Linked DNA regions of Pan troglodytes: regions 2 and 3 are each linked to region 1. Evidence: chromatin contacts called from public HiChIP or PLAC-seq data. All regions are on one chromosome and are shown on one strand. Each heading gives the region's core, a stretch centred on a gene start, on an enhancer-like site or on the middle of the called end of the contact. The rest is flanking DNA. Distances are from core to core; before and after follow the strand shown. Region 1 holds the start of ERN1 (endoplasmic reticulum to nucleus signaling 1). Region 2 holds the start of PL-B (placental lactogen PL-B). Region 3 holds the start of TEX2 (testis expressed 2).

Region 1 (4,620 bases), core at 692-3,191:
ACCCACCTCAGCCTCCCAAAGTGCTGGGATTACAGGCATGAGCCACCGGGCCCGGCCTGACCTTTCACCTAAATATAGTTACGCTAAACTATAACCTTTTGATAAGGGTCTGGAATATTTTATCATGAACTCTGAGAAGTTTGGATTTCTAAATACAAATTGGAAATATTTACACGAACTGAAACTATAGTTCCAACTACAGCTAAATCGTTATTTTTGGCTCTTTAGCCTAAGTTATTCAATAACCAAACACTAGAATCCAGTGACAAAGTAGCAAAAGGAAAGATGTGGCAAAGGAAACCATTATACACCTATCCCTTGACGTTATGAAATGATCGAATTCATGTCAAACATTTGGTCATTCTGCTTATACCCTCGTTTGTGAACAGATGCCAGGCAGTAGTTACCAATCCAAGGTGAGGTGCTCAAGTTCAAAACCTGACCTTAGTTGTAAAAGTGGGGTTTTTATTTGAAAGAAAAACTTAACTTCCACAAGTTCTATTATAGAGTCTACAAATTTTCCTTTATTTAAAAAAAAAAACCCTGAATTTGAAAAAGGCAACCTTATTTATTTACTTCTCCTGTTTCCAAATTCTTGTTACTCCAAGAGTACAGACAGTTATTTACCTAAAATGCAAAACCTCCAAAGAGTTCACGCGGTGGCTGGCACTCAGGCACACACATGTTAGTGCTCTACTGGGACACCTGGTACATGATATCCCTATTAAAGAGTACACAGTACCTTTAAAGAGGTCATTAAACAGAACACGGACAAATTTGCCACGCTCACATCCTGAACAATACATTTTGTGAAAAACATTCGCTAATTTAGGTTCTTCCAACCAGAAGAAAAAAAAAAGCCAAGTCTCCCACAAAGTGCCCCCAAATCCACAGCTGAGTGAAGGTCATAAAGAGTTAAATGAATGTAAACCAGGCCCTATCATTCGTCTCCTCCAGAAAAAGATGAAAAGACATTTCTGATGGCCCCAGGTGCTCTCCCACGAGGAGACAGTCTTTCATTTGAGGTTCTGAAGCGGCCTCACCTCGAACCCATGCGGGATCTTCCAAGAGTGCAATTCCCACAGCTCCACTTGCTCAAGGAAGTCTCGGTGCACAGAAGGAAGCCTGCAGCCTCCCAGTACCAAGAAACCGGCAGGGCAAGTGGCAGAAGCCAGCTCTTGGGTGAGAGTCCTTACTCCCTGTTGCATTCGTTCCCCAAAGTTTTCGAATTTTTAAAAAGTTCAAACAAGGATTCGAAGCGCAGGACAGACCCTTCCCCTGGATCCCAACGCCCTTTCGGCTCCTCCGCGGCCCCCGCCAGGCAGCGCCGGCGCCCGCCCGCAAGGAGGAGGGTCCCGCAGGTGGGCGGCCTCCTCAGGCCGGGGCCTTCTGGGACCCCCAAGTGCCGTCCAGGACGCCACGAAGTTGCGCCCGAGCCCGTGGGGTCCGGGGAGCCGCTGCCCGTGACAGCCGCGCTGGCTTGGGAGGCTCTTCGGGCGGCCGACGCCTCGGTGGGGCCGCGACTCCCGTCAGGGAAGCCCTCCCGGCCCGGTGCCGCCTCCTACGCCCGGCCCGAGCCTCCCACGGCTGGGCGCACGGGGCATCTGGCCGCCGCCGTCGCGCTCCCAGCTCGGACTCCAGCCCCGGCGGCGCGACGCTGCCCCGGCCCCGACCCGGCCGTCGCGAGCTGTCCTCCACCCCACGCTCCCCGGTCACTCACCCCGAGGCCGGGCAGCAGCAGCGTCAGCAGCAGCAGCAGCCGCCGGGCCGGCATGGCGAGGACTCGGCCCTGGCTCCGGGGGCGGTACGGACAGAGGACGGGGCGGGGGCGCCGCGACGACAGCGAGGCGGTGACCGAGCCTCAGCGGACGCAGAACTGACTAGGCAGCGGCGGCACCCCCATTCCCGGCCCTATAAGCGCTGGGTGCCGCGGCTTCTTCCGGTCGGGGCGGAGTTGGGGGCGGGGACGGGGCGGGGCCAGCCTAGGGGCGTGTTCGGGGCGGAGATGGGGGCGGGCCGAGGGCGTGCCCCGGGCGGGGATGTGGGAGGGGCTGGCTCGGGGCGGGGCCGAAGGCGGTGCTGGCATCTGGCTGGCTTCGCTCATGAGGCGTCGGCGGCTGTAAAGGACCAGGCCTCGGCATCCAGCGTCTGGGGGCGCTGGGGGATCGAGGCGCGAAGCTTGTCTGTGGCTGGGAAAGACTGGCAATGCCCCACCAGGCGGTCCCATTAACCCTGCCGAGGGACCTGCCGCGTCAGACTTCATCGGGGAAAAGGGCGGGACACGGGCGGTCCCGGGTGCCTAGAAGCCTCCTTTTCGTCTTTCCGCCGTGGTGGAATCATCGGCAAGGTTTACCGAGGCGACCTCCGGAGCGAAGGTTTCAGCAGCTACCGGAGGCTTCCAGCAAACACGGCGCAGCTGCCCCGCGCGGCAGTCGCAGTGTTCACAGCCCTAGGGTTCTCCAGCTGTGCCTCGTCTTCTCCGGGGCCCCTTTCTTCCTTTTCCTTGCCCTCAGGAATTCCCCTCAAGTCATATCCACCAGCCATCACTTCCGCTTGGAATGAACCACGGCCAAGTCACTCACCAAAAATTATAAGGAGGAAACCATTTCGGCCACTTGTGTCACGTGCGTTGATGTGACACGTGTGGATGTGAAGTTTGAGATGGTCTGCGTCACAACTCGTTGGAGGGAGTGGGTGGGTTGAGGCCTCCTGCAAGGTCTATGTGAGGGTGTGGAGTACTAATTAGAGTTAAAGAGCTCGGCAGCTGTTTGGTCACTGGCACTGGCCTCCACTGAGAGGGACATGGGGAGGGAGGACACGTCTTTTGCAAGGAAAGACAGTAAACTGAGATTTGGAGCCCAGGGAAAGGTATCTAACTTATCCTAGGAGAAAAAGAAAACGGCTATGAAATTCTCTAATTTTTCCTGACTTGCTTATATGAGAGCCTAAGATTTTTCAGGTTTGAAGGAAAAGAATAAGCAATCCTAGACAAAACAACAAAGTAGTAGTGGGGGACTGGCCAAATGTCCAGTCTGTGTGCATTGTGGTCAATCTTAGCCAACTAAAACAGACCAAAATGACAGTAAGCCCAAATCCTGCAAATAGAGCTCCCCATTCCTGACCCCCTAGGCCTGGATTACAGTGAAGGGACTAAGTCCTACCGCATGCTGGAGACTCCAACACATCTCTGTAAGAGTGGGAAGAATCTTGGCAACTGTGAAAACAGTAGAGACATTTTGAAAAGTGTTACCTGAATGTCTAAATGCAAACAGAGGTTTGGGATTGGCAGAGAGATGTACTGAGAGGCCCAGCACTCCTGAGCAGTATAGCCGGGCATCCAGGGAGGCCTACAGCCCTGAAACTGGGAGGAGCTCTTTATTTCTTGACCTTTTATCTTTTCTTTTTAGAGGTGAGGTCTCACTGTGTTGCCCAGGCTGCTCTCAAACTCCTGGGCTCAAGAGATCCTCCCCAGTAGCTGGGACTTCAGGTGTGCCCCACGACACCTGGCTTGGGAGGACCTCTTTAATGATTACCTGTCCAGTTTGCCAGCTGACAACAGCATCTGTTAGACCCTGTATACTTGACTTAAAAGAGAAGCTTGACTGAAAAATGTCACTTTCACATCCCCCCCTCTGGTGCTTTTTCTCAAACAGAGTAAGTCTAGGAGGGGAAAATTTGCTGTACTGGAACTCTGGCAGCCCTTTTACAATTCAAAATGTCACTGTGACCCTGTAACATCAGCAGATGAAACACAAAGGGGAATGCTGACCTCAATTTCACTCATAAATCAGTTTTAAAGATCTTAGAAAGAAAAAAAATCTGTTCCAAGAAGCCTGGACAGTTAGGTATTATTTATCTTACACTCAGTTGGACCAAATCCCCAGGGCTTAATTGCACTGTTACATGTTCTCTGAATTTCTTTTTTTTTTTTTTTTTTTGAGACAGAGTTTCACTCTTTTGCCCAGGCTAGAGTGCAGTGGCACGATCGTGGCTCACTGCAACCTCTGCCTTTTTGGTTTCAAGCGATTCTCCTGCCTGAGACTCCCAAGTAGCTGGGATTACAGGTGCCCGCCACCACGCCTGGCTAATTTTTGTATTTTTAGTAGAGACGGGGTTTCACCATGTTGGCCAGGCTGGTCTCGAACTCCTGACCTCGTGATCTGCCCACCTCCGCCTCCTAAAGTGCTGGGATTACAGGCGTGAGCCACTGTGCCCGGCCCCATTCTCTGAATTTCTTATGCATCGTCCACATGCTTCATGCACTTCTTCACTTGATTGGCAATCCAGACAGATAAGCACTGGTTTTATTTATGGTGGCATTGCCCATAATCTTGCTCTACAGTCAAGTACTTCTTTAGGCAGCTTTTTGCTTATGATAAAGTAAAAGCTGATAGCACTGATAAACACAAACAGAAATGGAATATTTTGTAGGGTGCCTTTGAAGTGGACCTGCCCATATAAAAGACCTGCAAATGGGCGGTAAATGACCTTTCTGCAAGTCACATTAAATAACATCCACTGAATAAAGCAAAGGTCATGGTCTTAGTGTAAAGATAAGGCCTCTTTTCCACCAGTGTAAGAAACATATATACATCAGATTCAACAAAGAAGTACAGCAGG
Region 2 (4,620 bases), core at 1,395-3,894, 220 kb before region 1:
TCACATAATCCTTGTAAAGCAATATATTATTATCTCAGCTTGGTCAAGTAATTTATTCAGCGACACTAAATTGCATACAGCCCAAATCTTTCTGATTCTTTCCCTTACACCAGGTTACCCCAGTCAACATCTCTTAGAACAAAATTGCTCAGAGACAGCTTGGAGACCATGTGTGTTTGGGTTAATTTTTGCCCTTAAGAGATTTTCAGTATGTGTTGCCATTATTTAAATATTAGATTTCCCGTAACAGTCTGGATGTCCTGGCTGTCTCAAAGAATCAGAAGGTCTGGAAGCCATGTCCCTGCAGTCCTGATGGTGACAGGCTGGCTGGGTCCCACCTCAGTAGGGGCTTGAGTTCTGCAGATTGTGCTGGTTCCCACCCCTCTGTGTTGCATCCCCTGAAGGGAAGCGAGTGTCATCTGGGATTTATCCCCTCCCATCCAGCCCTCATTGCTTACATTGTTATCTACCTGGAACTTGTTGGCACTGCATTTGCAACCGCAAATAAAATCTCTCTTCCACTTCCCTTGCCCTAATTCAGATTCCAAATGCTCTGGTTCCATATGTCTCAAACTCATTTTTGCATTGTTCTCATTTCCCTAGAGTAGTTGGGCTTAAGGAATATTCATCTTAAAATTCTTCTGAACACAAGTAATTCTATGCCATTGTTTCCTCACCTGTTGGGGAGTTTTTGCCTCTGCACTTAATAGCCCATCTTGTTTTCATTTCTTCCCACTCCTGGGGGTCTAGGTTTGGTGTTGCTCGTGATGGTGGGGGAGGAAGAAATGCCTTCAAGTCATCTCTGAGATGACCAATGAGCTGTGACCAGCAAGCTGGGACCACTGAGCTGGTGGAATGGCCTTAGTGAGTAATAGACAGCAGTGATGTGTCAGCCTTTTTCTGGCCCAGGAACAGCCAAACCTCTTATATTTCAGTGGCCTAGTTCCCAATAGACCCTGAAGGCCCTCCAGGTCTTCTTTCCACCTACCCCTTGCTCCATACCACCACCTTCCACCCCATAATATTATAGAATGACACCTAGTCAGACAAAATGATACAACTTAATTTTATTAGGACAAGGCTGGTGGGCACTGGAGTGGCACCTTCCGGGGCCAGGAGAGGCACTGGGGAGGGGTCACAGGATGCCACGCGGGCACCTAGAAGCCACAGCTGCCCTCCACAGAGCGGCACTGCACCATGCGCAGGAATGTCTCGACCTTGTCCATGTCCTTCCTGAAGCAGTGGAGCAGCCCGTAGTTCTTGAGCAGTGCGTCATGGTTGTGCGAGTTTGTGTCAAACTTGCTGTAGGTCTGCTTGAGGATCTGCCCAGTCCGGCGGCTGCCGTCTTCCAGCCTCTGCAAAGTGAAGGAAGAGAAGGAGAGGCCAAGCGCTTGGGCACTGTTCCCTCCCTCTCTCATTTATCCATTTTCCTCCCTCCCTTTCAGGGTGTAGAAAAAGGCCTAGAGGATTCACCAGGAGAAATGAAGAATAAGGTGAGTTCTCTTGGGTAGGCGCCTTACTGCTACAAAGAGGGCAGCAGTGTTTCTCTCCCCCAGCCCTCGAAGCCAGTGGGGTTCCAGGATCGGGGAACCCCGGTGCCACCCTCACCCCCATCAGCATTTGAATGCCTTCCTCTAGGTCCTTTAGGAGGTGATAGTCATCGCTGTCCGAGGTGTCATACACCAGGTTGTTGGCGAACATACTCCTGAGGAACCGCACGGGCTCCAGCCACGACTCGATGAGCAGCAGGGAGATGCGGAGCAGCTCTAGATTCTGCAGGGGAAGGACCGGCAGTGGCTGTGCTGCCCGCGGGCTCTGACCACAGGTCTCCCCCATCCCCGCCTAGGGGAGACGGCATCCACTCACAGATTTCTGCTGCGTTTCCTCCATGTTGGAGGGTGTCGGAATAGAGTCTGAGAAGCAGAAGGAGGTCTGGGAGTCATGCAGGAATGAATACTTCTGGTCCTTTGGGATATAGGCTTCTTCCTAGGAGAAGAACCCCCCACCAAGAAGGACCGCAGCTTTCTATGCTGGAAACCAGCTCCCATTGTTACTTTTCTGGGAATCTGGCTCAGCCTATGCTCATCTGCCTGCATTTTCGCTTCAGAAAACAACCCTGAGCTCCTTAGTCTCCTCCCATTACTTCCCCAGTGGGGGAAAGTCACCCCTTCTTGCCACCCCTGACCCCCACCCATTCCCCAAGAGCTTACAAACTCCTGGTAGGTGTCAATGGCCAGCTGGTGCGCGCGATGGGCTTGGAGCATAGCGTGGTCAAAAAGCCTGGATAACGGAACGGTTTGGACGGCACCAGCCTCTTGAAGCCAGGGCAGGCAGAGCAGGGCAAAAGCCAGGAGCAGGGATGTCCGGGAGCCTGGGGAGAAACCGGATGGCAGGAAGGGAGCTACAGAGCAAGAGGCCAGCGCTCTCCCTGCTCCAGGAGCTGTTTGTTTTTGTCTCCCTCTCCATCCCTCCAGGGACGAGGAACATTCAGAGATTGGCCAAATATCTGGCCTTAGATGGCGATATTCACATTCATAAGCCCCAAACCTGAGGGTTAGTGCCCCCGTCCCATCTACAGGGCGCCGCCTCTCCCCTCAGGACACGTTGTGCCCAAAGGGATTTTAGGGGCGCTTACCTGCAGCCATTGCGGCTAGGTGAGCTGTCCACAGAACACTGAGTGGCTCCGGGAGTTAGGCCTTGGGATGCTGGAGCTGGTCTCTTGTGGGCCCTTTTTATACCCTGGCCAGTTCTCTCTCCCTGCTTGACCCCACCTGTTTCTGTGTACATTTATGCATGGGGCCACTGACGGGCTTGTGCTAATGGATAATTTAGAAGCTCCTCCCACACATGCTGGGATCATGCCCCCTGACTTGTCATCTTTCCCTTCCCACGGTCACCAGCGTTGTGAGGGTTGTGCACAGAGTGTCAGCCAGAGATACCACCCAACTTGTCCTCTCTTTAAGGGGCAGGTGGGTGCCCCCTGGCAGCAGGCCATGGTGGCCAACCTGAACGCGGAGAAGGATGTCAGGATAGGCAGTCCTTGAGACCCCTACCGACCACATCCCACTCTCTATCCTATTCCTTTCCTCCTCCCCGCATGTTTAACCTCCACCCACCAGACAGAATGTGTGTGTTGGGAAAAGGGGCCAAGCACAGCCAATAGATTGTGGGGGTTGTGAGCACGATTCAGTCCTGAATTCCACTTTTGCTGACTCCTCCTGGGCCAGCCTGAGTCAGCTGGATGCAGTGCTAACACTGACCACTAGAGGGAACCAACCCCATACTTTGCTCTCCCCTTTCCCTGAGCCTTGGGGCGGAGGCGGGGGTTGAGGGCGGTTGGGGTGCTCCCCCAGGTCCCTGGGCACCAGGAACCCAGACTCAAGGTATTGCCCCAGCTCCCTGGACCTGCAGCAGAGATACAAACCAAGAAACCGAAATCCCGGGAACAGACACGGACCACAAGCGCTTCCTCCCATAGCCCTGAAACCATCAGAGAATCTCAAAGTTGGAAGAGCTCTTGAAGATTTGAATCTCTTCCCCAGCTTTGGAACTCAGAACACATCACGCCGAAAAATGCCCTATCCATCCATGGAAGCCCGTCCTCTTTTTTCTCCTCCTCCTTTGCAGACCTGTGTAGAGCTTATCCAGTTGCGAAGGGCCTGCCTGTGCATTCTCACGTCTGACCTGCAACTTGTCTTGTGTAGGAGGTATGATTATCATCCCATTTCACATATCAGGAGACTGAGGCTCAGAGAGACTGATTGCATGAGTTACCTCAGCCAGGGCAGCAGATCTCCACAACCTTGCTCTTCCCACATTGCGTCATTTAAAGTCCTTTCTCCAGGCCGGGCACGGTGGCTCATGCCTATAATCCCAGCACTTTGGGAGGCTGAGGTGGGTGGATCACTTGAGGTCAGGATTTCAAGGCCAGACTAGCCAACATGGCAAAACACCAACTCTCTAAAAATACAAAAGTAGCTGTGTGTGGTGGCGCAAGCCTGTAATCCCAGTTACTCCGGAGGGTGAGGTGGTAGAATCACTTGAACCCAGGACGCAGAGGTTGCTGTGAGCCAAGATTGGGCCACGGCACTCCAGCCTGGGCGACAGAGTGTGACTCCATTTCAACAACCACAACAACAAGAAAAAAGTCCTTTCTCCAGAACAGGTAGTGTGGTGCTACTCAGTTATTTAGTTATTTTAGTTTCTTTCTTTTCTTTTTCTTTCTTTCTTTCTTTCTTTTCTTTCTTTCCTCTTTGTCTCTCTCTCTCTCTTTCTTTCTTTTTTTTCAGATGGAGTCTCATTCTGTCACCCAGGCTGGAGTGCAGTGGCCAGTGGCATGATGTTGCCTCACAGCAACCTCCACCTCCTGGGTTCAAGTGATTCTCCCGCCTCATCCTCCTTAGTAGCTGGGATTACAGTCGCCCGCCACCATGCCAGGCTAAATTTTGTACTTTTTTAGTAGAGATGGGGTTTCCCTATGTTAGCCAGGCTGCTCTCGAACTCTTGACTTTATGTGATCCACCCTCCCTGGCCTCCCAAAGTACTGAGATTACTGGCGTGAGTCACCGCCCCCAACCCAGTTATTTCAGCTTCTAAATCCCTCTGAGTGCAGGGATCCTG
Region 3 (4,620 bases), core at 1,576-4,075, 130 kb after region 1:
AAAAAAGCACGTTTTTTGAATCAATGTCCTAGACTGACATTCTTGCTCCACCATCTAACCAGCTTGTCACCTTGGGCAAGTTACTACTTTGCTCTGAGCCTCGGTTTCCTCTTCTGTAAAATGAGGCTATCACACCTCCCTTAGAGGGCTGCTCTAGGACTGGAGAGGATATATACATAAGGGGCAGAAAACAGTACCTGGCTGAGTTGGAACTCAACACTGCTCTCTTTTCTATACTAGTCTTCTGCCTTGGGACAGAATCAAAGAATAAGCATTCCCTGTGACCTCAGCAATTCCCAAGGAGACCTTCAGGAGATAAGGATCAGACAGAAGAAAGCAGACCCTGAGGGATATTCAGGCAAAGAAAATGAACTAGAAACACCTAGAGGACAAGAGACAGTGTGTGTTTAATGAACTTCCTAACTCTGAATGAATGAATTGACAAATGGAAAAAAAGAAAGAACACGCGCTTTCCATCAAAAGATACCAGTCAACAGACGTGAGGATTAATATAATTTTATATTGAACCTGACACAGAAAACTGGTCTTTGAAGATTCACTTTGATACTGAAAGTAATCTACAGTGAGGAGAATTTCCCCATTGCTCTGTTCTCATATTAAGTAATAAACTGTGCAGTTCTCCCCTCTCTTTCCTCAAGGGATTCAGAAAACCTTCCAGAAAACAGAAGCATTTGACTTGAAGGAAAGGCAACTAATATGGCATATAGAAACAAACTCTTCATCCTTTAAAAACAAAAAAACCCTCCATCATTTCTATAATGTCTAGCAGTTTCTGGCATACAGCAAAATTATTATTATTTTAATAAATAATTTCTTTTTTAACTCCAGGCAACTGCTTATTGTCCAAAACATGCTACGTATTTATTCTATCGAAAAGCCTAATCTTTCCTGCTTCTTCTCCAGAAGCATTCTAACATAACCTCTAATAATGAACATTATGTTTGGTATATGCTGTGTCTAATCTTCTCTCACGATGACATAACTTGCTCTTCAAACCTCCAAGAATCAGCCCAAACCAAACTCCTGAATTTTTCCTCCCTCCTCGTCTGTCCCAGCCCCTCGGTTGCTTGTCAGTAGACTCAATTACCACCATCTTCTGATCTGAATCAATTTGTTAATCTCCTTCCTCTCAGGCACAGTGCCTTTTACTGGAGATAAACATGCAAGCAAGTTCAGTTCACCCAGAGCCCTCCACATCCTCTCCCTCCAAGCCTTCACACTCCCAAAGGGGCCCAGAAAAAAAAGAAAGAAATGATATGGCAAAATCCCACTCTATCCACATCACCTCAGGGGGCTTGTTTACCATAACTTTAGACCAACTACCATTTTGGGGAGAATCTGAAAGAATATTGTTTATGGGCTAGGTAAGAGCTAACAGAAATGGCAGCTTAATTCTTCCAATATGAGACAAGCGTCTCTGTGTGACCCAGCTCTAAAGCTCACAAACCTAGACTCCTCAACTCCCCATACTCCAGAGTTCAAGGATAACCTGCCCTCCATTTTTCCTTATTGTTTTCCATATAAAAGTCACTCGTTGTTTCCCCTCCAGCTTACACCTGGCTCCTGAAATGACTCCTCTGAATCCTCTGAGAATCCTCAAAACATGTAAAAGGCTCATTCCTTTTAATGCATGTGCAGAGCGGTGATGGTGTGAAGACGCTGGCACTTCAAACGTGAATGTGGCACGAGCCCTGCCCTCAAGGAGCCCACAATTTTCCCTCAACTCTAAAAAAGGATGTCCTCCCTGGGCAGTGTCTGTAAAACACAGTGACAAAGTACTTCATAGCTCTGGAGAAAGAGCGAGGGTGGAAACAGACTTTGCCCTTACATCTGACGCCCAGTAACCATAACAACCGATGGTTTAAGTAACTATCAACCCACTGAGGGGCTAAGTTTTCCAAAAATCGTTTTCAAAAGGGGAAGACTCCCCTGCACCAACTCCCATGGCAGCCGTACGCTCTAGGCAGCGTGTGGTGCAATGTGGCCAGCCGTTCCCCGCCTTCTCCGGTCCCACCGTATGGTTTCCGTGCTCAGCAGCCAGCAGCGACGGCGTCCACGGCCACACCGCCTCCCCGCAAGGCACCTGGCGCTAGGCCTCAGCCCAATGTCACTTGTTAACCTTCCGATCCCCCGGATTTCGGCACGCCGCCGCCTCCCTGCTAAAGCACACAAACCACCCCACCGCCACCCGCGTTCTCCAGGAGTTGGAGAAAAACCACCGGGGCGCATACAACCTCTGACAGATTCGAGTAAAAGTAACTGCGGTTCTCGACTTTCAAGCATTTCGCCTCGCCGGTGAGGGGGGCGGCAGGAACCCGGGGCCCCATTCATAAAATTGCAAGCCGTTTTCCTCTAGTTTGCGCGTGACGGTGCCTCCCTGCCCGGGGCCGGGGACCGCAGGCTGAGGGGACCGGGCCGGCAGCTCCTCGCGCCGGAGTCGAGCCCGAGCCATCCGGCGGGGCCCCGAAGGAAGGGATTGCCCGGGGGCGTCGCGGGTGGGCGTCCCCTTCAATACCCGAACCATGACAGCGGGGTGGGGGGCCGAGCCCCGCCACGCCAAGGGCCGCCGGACCCGACCGGTACTCTGAAGCCCGCGGGGTCGATCCGCGCCCAGCCCGGGCCTTATCCGCGGGGCGCTCCCTCCACCGCCCCCGCCTGGCCCCGAGACTGCTCACCCAAGATCCGCTGGCTGCCTCATTGTACTATGCCGGCGCCCGTGCTCCCGGCCGCGCGACTCCGGCTTCGGCTGGGGCACCGGCCGCGGTCCTGCCGCCCGCCCGCCCCCGGGCACACGCCGCCCCGCCCCGCCGGCGGACCCGCCCCGCGCCCGCGGCCGCCGCCGCCAACCAGAGGGCGCGGGGGCGGAGCAAACGGCACGCCAGGCCCAACCAATCCAGTTCTACCGCGCGCCGAGGTGAGGCCGCGGAAATGGGGGAGCGATTTGTCAGGTCTGTTAAAGGGGCCACCGCCCTTGGAGCTAGGGAGAGGAGTGGTGGGGAGGGTTACCTGGAAGAGCCCCAGGTGAGGGGGACAAAAGCTTCACTCTCCCAACGGGGCTGCACACTGTCCCCAGCTCTTTGCACTTCTTGATTTCCTCTTCCTGCAGTCTAGCAGCAACAAGTGCCCTTGAGACGAGGGCTGGGGGTTGAGGTGGGGTGACTGAGGCGCGGAGAACCAGGGGTATCCCCCTGGGCAAATTCACTCGATTTGCATTTTAGAGGGCCATCAGACATATCTATCCCCATCCAACTGCAGACATTGATTTAAAAAGGCAAATTCCCAGTTTCCCCCATTATGTACTTCCCCCACCTGACTACCACACTACCACATCCTATCCTGAACTAACTCTGTTACTAGTTTTTTTGTTTGAGACGGAGTCTCGCTCTGTCGCCAGGCTGGAGTGCAGTGCCGTCATCTGGGCTCACTGCAACCTCCGCCTCCTGGGTTAAAGCGATTCTCCTGCCTCAGCCTCCCGAGTAGCTGGGATTACAGGCGCGTGCCACCACACCCAGCTAATTTTTGTATTTTTAGTAGAGACGGGGTTTCACCATGTTGGCCAGGATGGATCCGCCGGACCCAGCCTCCCAAAGTACTGGGATTACAGGCGTGAGCCACCGCGCCTGGCCACGAGTTCTTAGAGCTTAGAACTTATATAGTATTAACTACTCATTTTTAGAGAGGCAATATCTGAGGCTCAGAGAGGTAAAGTGACTTCTCGAGGTAAATTCTCACTTAGAATGAGCTTCCTGGGATGGCAATGCCCATTGTGCATTTATCTTCTGCGAACCTGGGTTGGCTGGCAGAAGCACTGGCACATAGGGAGAGTTCCCCCTTCCCCTGTAGTCCTTGCCCCTCTGCACTTCCCACCCACCACAAGAAAGGACCAAGGCAACAAACAGATGTGTCAGTGTGTCTCCTGCATTAGTGGGTCCCAAACGTCAGATCTTCAACGTCAGATCATCCTGGAGGGTTTTAACATGAAGATCTCTAAGTCCCACCCCAGAACCTGTAATTCAGTAAGTCTGGGATGGCCTTCGACACCCCTCCCTCCAGGTGATTCTAATGCAAGTGGTACAAGGACCACACTCAGGTGCATATTTTGAGTCTATCATAGTCATGAAATTCAAATTCAACTGGCAAAATGAAAGCCAAACTCCTTTCATCCTCAGAATTAGTAATATGGTTGGGAGACTTGCTAGTAAGGGAGGAGGTCACCTACTAAGACACTCATAACAGAATAAGTCATGCCAAGAACTGAGTGTAGAAGGGCACTGGACCCAGATGAAACAACAGCTGAAAGTTTGAAATCCTCAAGCAGGAAGAAGATTTGATGCCTCAAGCAGAGGGAAGCCAGGCTAGTTCTCTGACCCGTGAGACAGTGCATAAATGTCTTAATGGCAGACACACTCCGGCTCACCACCAGGCCCAGTCATGATCCCAGAAGAATGCCCTGCTACTCTGGTGCCTCATTCCAATGCCAGCAAGCCCTGCCTACCCTCCTGGCAACATTCCTCTCCCCTTCCTAGTATCCCAGACACCTGCCTGACCCAGAAGTCATTGTCCTCAGACTTGGAGGTCAGCCCTCGCCCACTAGATCTT

What was found. HiChIP or PLAC-seq counts read pairs in DNA pulled down with a chosen protein or histone mark.
Region 2: an H3K4me3 HiChIP or PLAC-seq map of stem cell-derived excitatory neurons shows a contact between it and region 1, with 11 times the contacts expected there. The contact joins the promoter of PL-B here to the promoter of ERN1 in region 1. A contact is called at or near these places in 1 of 7 Hi-C or Micro-C datasets (induced pluripotent stem cells) and 1 of 1 datasets of contacts at active chromatin or transcription factors (stem cell-derived excitatory neurons).
Region 3: a contact with region 1 is called in an H3K4me3 HiChIP or PLAC-seq map of stem cell-derived excitatory neurons, with 2.2 times the contacts expected there. The contact joins the promoter of TEX2 here to the promoter of ERN1 in region 1. A contact is called at or near these places in 1 of 7 Hi-C or Micro-C datasets (stem cell-derived neural progenitor cells) and 1 of 1 datasets of contacts at active chromatin or transcription factors (stem cell-derived excitatory neurons).

Annotation. Positions count from the first base shown.
Region 1 is chr19:77,259,581-77,264,200 of NHGRI_mPanTro3-v2.0_pri, forward strand. ERN1 (endoplasmic reticulum to nucleus signaling 1) reads right to left here and starts at 1,942. Exons shown (of 21, transcript XM_016932752.4): 1 at 1,721-1,942.
Region 2 is chr19:77,040,297-77,044,916 of NHGRI_mPanTro3-v2.0_pri, forward strand. PL-B (placental lactogen PL-B) reads right to left here and starts at 2,645. Exons shown (of 5, transcript NM_001008999.1): 1 at 2,636-2,645; 2 at 2,211-2,371; 3 at 1,867-1,986; 4 at 1,609-1,773; 5 at 1,158-1,355. The coding sequence starts at 2,645. The coding sequence ends at 1,158.
Region 3 is chr19:77,391,987-77,396,606 of NHGRI_mPanTro3-v2.0_pri, forward strand. It overlaps TEX2 (testis expressed 2), which reads right to left and starts at 2,826. Exons shown (of 12, transcript XM_511583.8): 1 at 2,697-2,826.